2 separate regions of the Mus musculus genome follow, and region 2 is linked to region 1. Evidence: chromatin contacts called from public HiChIP or PLAC-seq data. All regions are on one chromosome and are shown on one strand. The core of a region is the stretch at or near the end of the contact, and the rest is flanking DNA. Distances in the headings are between cores, read along the strand shown.

Region 1 (4,954 bases), core at 1,259-3,758:
CTCATGTAGCAGTATTTCAGGTGTATACCTTATATTATCTGTTCAATATAATGAATTAGGAATGAGATAAGATTCACCTCGTAGATGAAAACTTTCAAGAGCTGCACAAAGAAATACAGAAACCACATCATTTTCAGACCCCCCAAATCTACACGTTTCTTTGTTCTTTGCTACTCGTTAAGTTAATAAGACCTACAACGGAGTATTTTTATGAAATTAAAAGAAACAGAAGAAAAGAAAGAGAGGAAAAAAGGGGAATGCAAACTTAACAGGGACCCATGCACATGTGGGCTCTGGAAGCCAGGATGCTTTAGACCCAGAGCCCTTTGCAACGGGACATCTCAAGACCCTAGGTCTCAAAATCCTAAGCCTGCACAGCAGTAGGAGAAAACTTTGAACCTCTGGCCAATCTTTCTCTTTGTAAAGACTAGTCTATAAAACTAAAAATATCATATGCACTCATACTGGACACTTTACTTTTAATTAATCACTTTATTTGTTTACATTTCAAGTGATGTCCTTCTTCCAGGTTACCGCCCCCATACAACCCACCCCATCCCATCTGCCCTTTCCCTCCTCCCCTTTACCCCTATGAGGGTGCTCCTCCACCTACCCACCCACTCCCACCTCACTGCTCTAGCATCCCCCTGTGTTAGTGCATCAAACCTCCACAGGACCAAGGGCCTCCCCTCCCATTGATGTCAGATAAGGTCATCCTCTGCTACATATGTATCTGGAGCCATAGATCCCTCCATGTTTACTCTTTGGTTGGTGGTTTAGTCTCTGGGAGCTCTGGTGGGGAAGTGTCCAGTTAGTTGATATTATTGCTCTTCCCATGGGATTGCAATTTGCTTCAGTGTCTTCAGTCCTTCCCCTAGCTCTTCCATTGGGGTCCCGGGCTCAGTCTGATGGTTGGCTGTGAGTATCTGCATCTGTATTGGTCAGGTGCTGATAGAAAAGCCATACCAGGTTCCTGTCAGCAAGCACTTCTTGACAACAGCAATAGTATCAGGGTTTGGTGTCTGCAGATGGGATGGATCCCTAGGTGGTGGGGTTTGGTGTCTGCAGATGGGATGGATCCCTAGGTGGTGTGGTCTCTGGATGGCCTTTCCTTCAGTCTCTGTTCTATTTTTTGTCCTTATCTTTCCTTTGGACAGGAATTTTTCTGGTTAAAAATTTTGAGATCCCTCAAATCGGGGCGGCGCCTATCTACTGGAGGTGATCTCTATAGGTTCTATCTTCCGTTCACTATGCATTTAGTCTAAAGTGATTCTTGTTGGGTCCTGGGAACCTCTCTTCCCTGGTGTCTCGGACTTTCTAGTGGCTAAGCCCAGTTCCTCATCCCCCACTGCTACATAAAGCTACACAAATCAATTGTTTAGTCTACTTTAATTATCACCACTGGTAACATACATTCTGACAGAAGGAAATGCATAGCTTTTTAGAAACCCCACTGCACATAGCTGCAATGCATAAACAGCAAGAACCGACTGAATCCTACTTCATCCCGTAGTTTTGTTATGTCCCCTAAGCCATGTATCTAAACCATGCTCAGCAGTTGTACTAGTGGCTGGTGATGGAACCTTCAATAGGCAGGGAAGTTCTGGAGGCTGCAGAACCTTATTCCCTGCAACAGGCAAATCCTAGAGACGTCCATGTCGTCAAAAGGGCTGCCTCTTGTCTGTGTGCTTCTCCACTCCCATGAGGTCAGCTTCTGTCTCTGCCATGTGCCACCACACGGTTCCCACCATCACTTTCTGCCCCGTTCCATCACCCCCCCACAAAAAAAGCAAAAGGTCAGGAAATGGTGAGCTGAGCTCTCCAAAACCATTTCTCCTTTTAAGTTAACTGTCTCAACCCCAACTGCAGACTGAGTAACATAGTTCAGGTCCGGGTACACTGACCACACGACCCACTGCTCAGGTTATCTATGTGCAAATTACTTATCTATGCCGTATCTATCCTCTAGCACTGCTAGGAGCCGTGTGTGACGAGCAAGTCCTAGTTAACTTGGCAGAGAGGAGGTTCAGCCTCTATTTCACCTCCTCGGGATGGCTGACCGTGTGAGCAGTCCCATACAGATCTGCTATATCTGTATATCCCCCCTCCCCACCAGTCTCCAGCGGGTAGAACTATCCAGTATCATTCTTTGGAAGAAAATTCTCCTTTTTGAAGCTCTGTATACTGGTAAAGCGGGAAGGATTGCTGTTATGCTGGTGAACAATTCAACCTAAGATTAAAAAAAGCAGGGCATCACAAGCTTAGCTAAAGTCTTCAGAGGATGTCAGTCTCCCAGATGTGCTGAAGTCAGGAACCAGATGAATGACAAGCAGCCCTAAGTGTGTGATACACTAAGGTAGGAGGCCCTGGGGACCAGGAGACTTCATTATTATAAGCTAAAGAAAGGGTTCTGAATCCTGTATTCACATGTGGGTCTCCCAGAGGGTGTTTTAAATACACCAGTGTCTAAGCCCCACCTTCCCTAGGGGTTGTGATTAATTGGTCTGGGCTCTGAGCCCAAAGGATTCTATTTCATTAAGAGCTCTCCGGGTGGTGCTAATATGCAGTTGAGGCCAAGAACCACAGATCCAAACATTTAAAACTCCCTGTGGTAACAATGAACAACAAACATCCAAAATTTCAAGGAAAAACCATTTGTCTTTTGAAGGTACAAAGAAGCAAGAGGCTAAGAAGGGAAAACAAGCCGACTCTAGAAGAAAAAAAGGGAGAACTAACAAGTTCTGAAACTCTTCAAAACATCCTGAGCATCACGGCAAGACATCGTCTAACATACATCAACCTTGACACGAAGAAGGTCACAGCGAGCAGTTCACCTGTCCCTACAACCTGTCCAGCAGAGACCGAAGGATACACACTCTCCGGGGCTGCAATCCTTTCAGATGTTGTCAGCCTAGGACAACATCTCCTCATTGCTCAGGGTAAGTTTACTTCTCAGTTCCCCAAAACTGATTTGCTGAGAAGCCCCAATCCTTCACTGCTGGGCCCCTGGATGCCCTAGAGTGGCTCAGCCGATTAGATATGCTACAGCCACTATTATATTACAGGCTCTCTCACACTACTTCTGCGAGTGCACATTCAGAATCTTCTGACAGGAGACGGTTTAAGGCACAGAGTTCTGCAGTCCGCAGCAACCACTGGCCTCTGCCAACTAGGCTGTGGGTTAATTATCACTTTACACAGTCTTTGTCGGTCCCAAATACATGGAAATCTAATTGAGTGTACAGGCTCAGGTGGTTCGCAGAACACTTAGAACAGCTATTAAGAGCTAACAAAGGACACCAGCTATGTGCCCAACACTGTTCAGAAAACCCTCCAACATGCAGAACACCTACCACCTTCACGACAACCCTAGGAGATGGATAGCATTATCAATCTCACTTTATTAATTAAGAAATGAAACACAAAGGAGATGCATACTTTGGAAGGAGTAAAAGATACCAATGATATCCAGCCAGTTTCGCCCCTATACATATTTACTATGAGCCAACCTATGGTAAATATCAGTAATTATCAAGTAATTAACTATGCTGAACTCATTAAAAAATTGCATTATTTCACCTTCACTTCATGGTTAAAACAATTCTGAAATTCTTTGGGAGAACATGGGGCTTACTCGTATCTATGCACCTAAAGCCATACAGCAAAATCATAAAGCAAAGAGAGGCTACAGCTCTGAATTTTCTTCAGCAGAGTGTGTATGTAGCATAGTCGCACCCATCGGGCTGGATAACTGCAAGCCAGCAGGAGCAGAACAGCTGGGAAGAAACAATATCACGTTATTCTAGCAATGGCCTACCTCGATTAAACTAGAAACTCCTGACAGTACTACCACAGGACAGGAAACACAGCCACCAGTTAAAAGAATCTTTGTTTCTTTGAGACAGGGTCTCACTCCAGAGCCTAAGCAGGCCTTGAATTTGCAATCTCCTGCTTCAGCTGCCAGAATTATTTCTCTTTCAATTACATAGGAAACAACGGAAATAACAATAGATCTTTTTTGAAAATATCACTGGAAGCAAAAGGATGTTTCACATGACAGACATGATAAATAAGAAATAGTCTTTATCTATGTTTTATTTTGCAACCTGAGCCTGACAAAATTCTCCCCCAGCCTTAACCCTTCAGAAGAAATTGCACACAGTTACACTCTGCATTCAAATCTAACTCTCTTCTCCTCTTCCACTCTTCTCTCTCATCCCCTCGAATGATGTGGAAAGAATGGGACTCCACAGTTCTATGCATTTTTAACTATAAGTCAAGGTGATATGGAAAGCCATCATAGCTAAAGACCTTCATTGCAACATATAGTTAAATTGATTTGTATGTAAATAGTTTCATAGCTTTTGAAGGACTCTCTTCTACTAAGGAAAGGAATCATCGTCCACTTGAAACAAAAGCATTCAAATGCCATAGCCACTTGGCCCATTACCCTACTGACCTTGAAAGCAGGAAGATTCAGTTCAAGCAACAACTCCATGTGTTTCCCAAACTCGGTTTGTCAAAACTACACTTCTCTTTACTGGGCACTAAGAAGTGTGCCAGAGGCAAGAGCACACCCAAGGAAGGCTTGAGCATAGGAAAATGAAAGTCATTTGGACAAAAGTTTCTAGTATATACTGCTGCTTCAGCACCTTAGGATATACTTCCTTAGGTTTAGCCAGGTAGGAGACCAGAGGCCAGCATGGCTTTGGTAGAAGAGGCCAGACTATATCTGAAGTTGGCAGTGGAATCTGGAATTGTCTGCATAGTACTGTATTGTATGGAAGTTAAAAGCATGACCCAGTTATACAAGATGGCTTGTGCCTTGTTTCCCTCAAGGTCAGGCCGTGTGTGGTAAGCTGGATTCCATACAAGGAGACTCTGAGAGGCCACTGAATGAAGCAGAGAAGGTAGAGTCTACATTGCAGTAGAGCCTTGGGCAACTGGAGATGCT
Region 2 (4,954 bases), core at 1,409-3,908, 70 kb after region 1:
CTCTGCTCCCTGGAGTACACCATCCTCTTTCCTTCTGTATTCACCCCTTTGCTTAGACAGTCCTTTCCTCATCTCCAGACGTGGCTTCTCTCCAGGCAGCTCACTGCATCTTCTGTTCTACCCACCCATCACCTTTGAGCCTCTCCTCCTAAGGCAGTGGTTCTCAACCTGTAGGTCAAGTCCCCTGTGGGGCTTCTTATCGGATATCCTGCATATCAGATAGTTACATGACATATTTATAAAAGTAGAGGGATTACAGTTATGAAGTAGCAACGAAGTAATTTTATGGTTGGGGGTCACCTCTGTATTAAAGGGCCACAGCATTAGGAAGGTTGAGGAGCACTGTCCTAAGGGGTGAGAGCCAGTTCTAGCTGCCTTTAGACCCATTTGCGAAGCCAACTCTAGAGGATGCTCTCCTTTCAATTCTGTATCATACATCCGGAAGGACCCTGACATGACAGGGCCCCCAGGCTGTCAGGCAAGAATCAACAAAATGCTTCAATTTTTCATCTGATACTCAGGAGTTTCATTAAGACACCTCTGCAAAACATCAATCTCCAGATATAAGTCTGGGAATTAATAATGAGTCTCTGACAACTGAAGTGTGATTTCTCTGCCAAGGGGGAGAAAAGAAGGTAGAGGCATAAGAGAGGATCTGTATCCCAGGCAGATGATGCTGATTAGAGTCCTAGGCAGGTTATTTGTCGAAGGATCCTACAGGCACAGGGCATTTTTACACAGAGAGGGGATTTCCATGGATTTTTGTCTCTTTGGTGGTCATTTGGACCTTCCTTTGCCAAATCCACATTTCACAGAGAGCCTTGCCATGCTTCAGTAATTACCCATAGAAGCAGAGTCGGTGATCAGGGGATACGGGTACAGTGAGCTGGGGTTTTAGGCTCGTGGCTCCTAGAGGCAGAGTTGAATGAATGAGTGTGCTTCCCCTTACAAACCTATCCAGAAGGGTGAAGAGTGGTCAGCTCAGGGACAGCTCCGGGAATCCATCTAGCCCTCCCATGGGGAAGCAACGCTTTACCCTAAAGGAAACTGAATTATAAAAGGAAACATTTTATAGCCTTGGAAAACTACCAGTGAGATTTAAGTCACAACTTCCCATTCTCCCTTTAAAGGTGCTTTCTAATAACACTGGGCACATCCCAAACAGCTTCCCTCTGCCAAGAGCACACCAAGAGTGCCTCCCCCGCTCAGCAAACAGGGTGACAAAAAAAAAAAAAAAAAAAAAAAAAAATCAATGCCCAGAGAACCTACATCTCTTCATTTCTAAAGTAAATTGCAAGTGTCTATCTTGCTGGGCATTTATCCACAGGAGTGGCTCCTAACTGAATCTAGGAAATGAACGTGACCTTTAATGGATAATTTGGTTCCCATATGGAAAAGGCAGAGAAGGCAAAACAAGAATGGTGAATGTTGGCCCAAAGTAAAAGTTCTAAGTCGGGTGGGAAAGGGAGACAGATTTCATCTAGAAAGGTGGAAAGGTTGAAAGTCAACCACAGAGCACAAAGCAAGGAGAGAAAATAGTGTTCTATTTAAAAATGATCCACTGCAGAGAAGATGGAACTGGAACGGAGCAGGGATTTTGGAGTTCAAAACTCCTTGACTCTACTAATTATTGCAGTTCGCAGTTCGTTTAAAGCTCGGTGGGCTTAGCATCCTAAAGGAGAACTGGCAGTGGGGAAATCACTCTCAGGGATGGCAGGGATGTGGAGACCCTCCTAAACTCAACAAGCGGCCTCAGGTTAGGCCGGATCGGGGAAAGCTGGGGTATCTTGAATTGCTCCAGACTGTCCGGCGCTGACTGACCCGCGGGCGACCGCAGATTCCACGTGGGAATCCGGGAGAAGGGAACGCATCCTCCACAGCCACCAGGGCGCTCGTGCCACCGAGCCCCCAAAGGACCGCGGAGCAGGGGAGAGCAAGGGGGTCAGTGGGGCTCGCGGGCGCGGCCACTCACCGATGCCGAGCCCCACGACCAGGCGGCCGGCCAGCAGCGTCTCCTTGTTGGCGGCGGCGGCCAGCACGGCGGAGCCCACGGTGCACAGGGCGCTGGCCAGCAGGATGGCGCTGCGCCGACCGAGGGCGCCGTTCAGGGCCCCTCCGGCCAGCGCCGCGACGGCGGCCGCGCCCACCGCGCCCGACACCAGCAGCTCCTGCCACATCGCGCCCAGGCGCATCTGGCGCCGCAGCAGCAGCATGGCCCCCGACACCACGCCGGTGTCGTAGCCGAACAGGAAGCCGCCGAGCGCCGAGAAGGCGGCGGCCGCGTACACGAAGGCCGGGGTCTCGTCGCGCTGGAACTGCCTGCGCGCCGCGCGCTCCAGCTCCGCGCCCTGCAGGCTGGCGGCCGACTCGGCGGCCAGGAGGCTGCGCTCCCCGCCTGGCGCCCCCGGCTCCGGCTGCCGGCGGCGCCTCTCGCCCATCAGGCTGCTCAGGCTGCGCAGCGTGTACTCCACGTCCTCGCTCGCCTTGCGGGACATGGGACAGGCGGACGCCGCCGAGGCGGCTGCGGGGAAGTTGCGTGTGGGGCGCCGCGCACTCTCTGCCAGCTGCTGAGCCGCTGCTCTTCTGCCACCCGAGCCACCCGCCTCGCAGCCTCTGCTAAGCTGGCGCTACGGAGCGGCCGGGGGCGGGGTCGTGCGTCACTTGCCCGCTTGGAGGGGAGGGGCGAATGGGACCCACCTCCCCCTGGTGGGCGGAGACAGAGAAGAACTCCTCCCCCTGGACGCTGCCACCTCCCTCTGTGGGCGGGGTTAAGCGGAGGTCCCCTGGAGACAAGAGCTCTTTGGAGTCAGGGTACCAGGACACAGGGAAGCTTGCCTTCTGGCTGCAGATGAGCTGCTTGCTATCCAGAGCACTCAAGCTCACAGCAGGCTAAGGATCAGGTGAAAGACTCCTTCTGCCCTCCTGCTTGCAATCCGAGGTGGCTGAGACTGCCTGACACTCACCTACTTCTGTCCTTTTGCAGTGAGTGTCCGTGTCCCTTGGCTCTCATGCAATTAGTTTGTTTTGGAGCAATTTGGGACCATGGTCACTGGTGTCTCTAGTTTCCTTTCTCCCTGCTACTCCGTCTTTAAATTCCGCCCTTCTAAAATGCATTTGCATCTTGACTTTCTGAGGGGAGAAAGAGAGACAGAGACAGAGACAGAGACAGACAGACAGAGAGACAAGAGACAGACAGACAGACAGACAGCAACTCTTCTCTCACGAGAAGGCTTCCTGTGGATTCCCAGAGGTAAAGCAACTTTAGCTGTGCGTATATACATCACCTTCTCACATAACTAGCTGATTCCAAGTGGAACAAGGAAACTCAAGAATGTGATCTGTTGTGTGATTGGCAATTACCACCTTTCTTGCCCAGCATGCGAGCCTAAAAAGATACCTTCTCCCTGACAATTCCTGCTGCTGCCCCATTGATTTGAAGAAGCGATTTTAGATGCCCCATTTGCCTGAAACAAAGTAATTTCAAATGGTTTGAGGATGGTTGTTTTAATTGCTAATTGCCAGTTGTTGGCTGGTTTGGAAACCTCCCGTTGATTTAAATATTCTGTAAATTATTTTATGTTGTTTCATTTCCGGAGATAGAGACTAATCAAGTGTCTTTCTGCTGCAGTCTCATTCTTCAGGCGTAGGACACCAGATTTAAATGAAAAAGAAATTTAAAACCCATGGTTTCCGTGAACAATTCCTGTCTTCATTTACTTCCCTTATTTGAACAAATGTTTCTTAGCACGAACCCTATTCATGCAGTTTAAGCTTGTTTCCTTCAGAGAAATTGTTTCTGTCATCCTATTACACTATGAAGTTATTAGACTTTCCCAACGTCCCTTTCACCTTGATTTTTAGTCACCAAAATATCTCACTTTCCAACCACATTTCTCCAAATGTGGGGGGGGGGCGGTTATCTCAGAGGAATAACTTTAAATGTATCGTGTAACTTTAAAGCAAGGTTTTGCCGTCTTCCCAAGGAGAAATTAAACACAGACTTATCTCTCAAATAATGAAACAATAACTTAGACTTCAGAAGATTCAGGCTTGAGTCTTTCCCAAGCCCATAGCAGCAAAACTGCACCCCCTGGTGGTCAGCTTGTTCACGTAGATTCTGCAGAGAACTCTTGTTGAGTTGAAACAAGCTGAACTTCAAATCCAGCTGACCTATTGAACACCGTGACTTCTACTCACTAGGAGCTCCAAATTCAACTTTGGGGTTCCAGAACACGGAACCAACTACTCCTTAAAATCGTCTACACCTCGTAATTTATATCCATGAGTTTAAGATGACCTCGGAAGGAAATGTGACATTGGTAACATAACCGCTAAGGAAATGTGACCTTGGTAACACAACCGCTCTTCCGGGTTCTTGGGAGGAGCCAAGTTCAGTTAGGCACACCACAACATTCTACTAACATGGAGTTCCTTGTAGCTTCTTCTCATTTAACTTCATGGCGAAATTGAAAGTCCGAGGGCTGAGACAAAGCAGAGTACACCTCCAACAGCGTTTCACAAAATGTTTGAAATCGCCAGATTACTATATGAACCACTTTGTCTTACTTACAAAGCCTCAGCAAGTGCTCATTGACTAGAGTTCGAAAAATCACTTTTAAATTATAGTTCATTGCTAATCGAGATAAAGTGTAGGCATCGCTATCGATTTGCTAAGCAAGTCCTGAATCCCAATGTTTAAGGACATTTATTTACGCAGTCCCAGAACACTAGGACCCCATCGTAGAAGAGGAAAAGAGAGTTTGGGGTGCGCTGCTACACATTCCGAACGCCAGGCTGAGACAATGGTGACTGATTCAGTGGCAATATGCTTGTTGTTGGGATGAAGATGTAACTAGAGAATGGTTGCCTAGCATCCATCAGGCTCCAAATCCAGTTTCTAATACCACACAAAGAAAATGAGGTCCTTTTGATCAGGGAGCACAATATTGTGCTT

The links. HiChIP or PLAC-seq counts read pairs in DNA pulled down with a chosen protein or histone mark.
Region 2: a contact with region 1 is called in an H3K27ac HiChIP or PLAC-seq map of neural progenitor cells, with 4 times the contacts expected there. The contact joins the promoter of Slc2a13 here to the enhancer-like site in region 1. A contact is called at or near these places in 4 of 39 promoter capture datasets (the 3T3-L1 cell line, hippocampal neurons and liver), 9 of 484 Hi-C or Micro-C datasets (the STO cell line, cerebellum, cerebral cortex and 6 more), 3 of 115 datasets of contacts at active chromatin or transcription factors (embryonic forebrain, neural progenitor cells and stem cell-derived neural progenitor cells) and 2 of 9 other capture datasets (adipose tissue and pancreatic islet).

Annotation. Positions count from the first base shown.
Region 1 is chr15:91,500,368-91,505,321 of GRCm38.p6, forward strand. All of the region lies in intron 2 of Slc2a13 (solute carrier family 2 (facilitated glucose transporter), member 13), which reads right to left. Among named protein-coding and RNA genes, the nearest start is that of Slc2a13, 70 kb to the right of the region's middle. Within about 2 kb of position 2,509, at least 20 of the 459 cell types and tissues checked have an H3K27ac peak or open chromatin away from gene starts, as enhancers often do. A contact at or near this core is called in muscle stem cells, neural progenitor cells and pancreatic islet, where this site is marked.
Region 2 is chr15:91,570,603-91,575,556 of GRCm38.p6, forward strand. Slc2a13 (solute carrier family 2 (facilitated glucose transporter), member 13) reads right to left here and starts at 2,659. Exons shown (of 10, transcript NM_001033633.3): 1 at 1,973-2,659. The coding sequence starts at 2,495.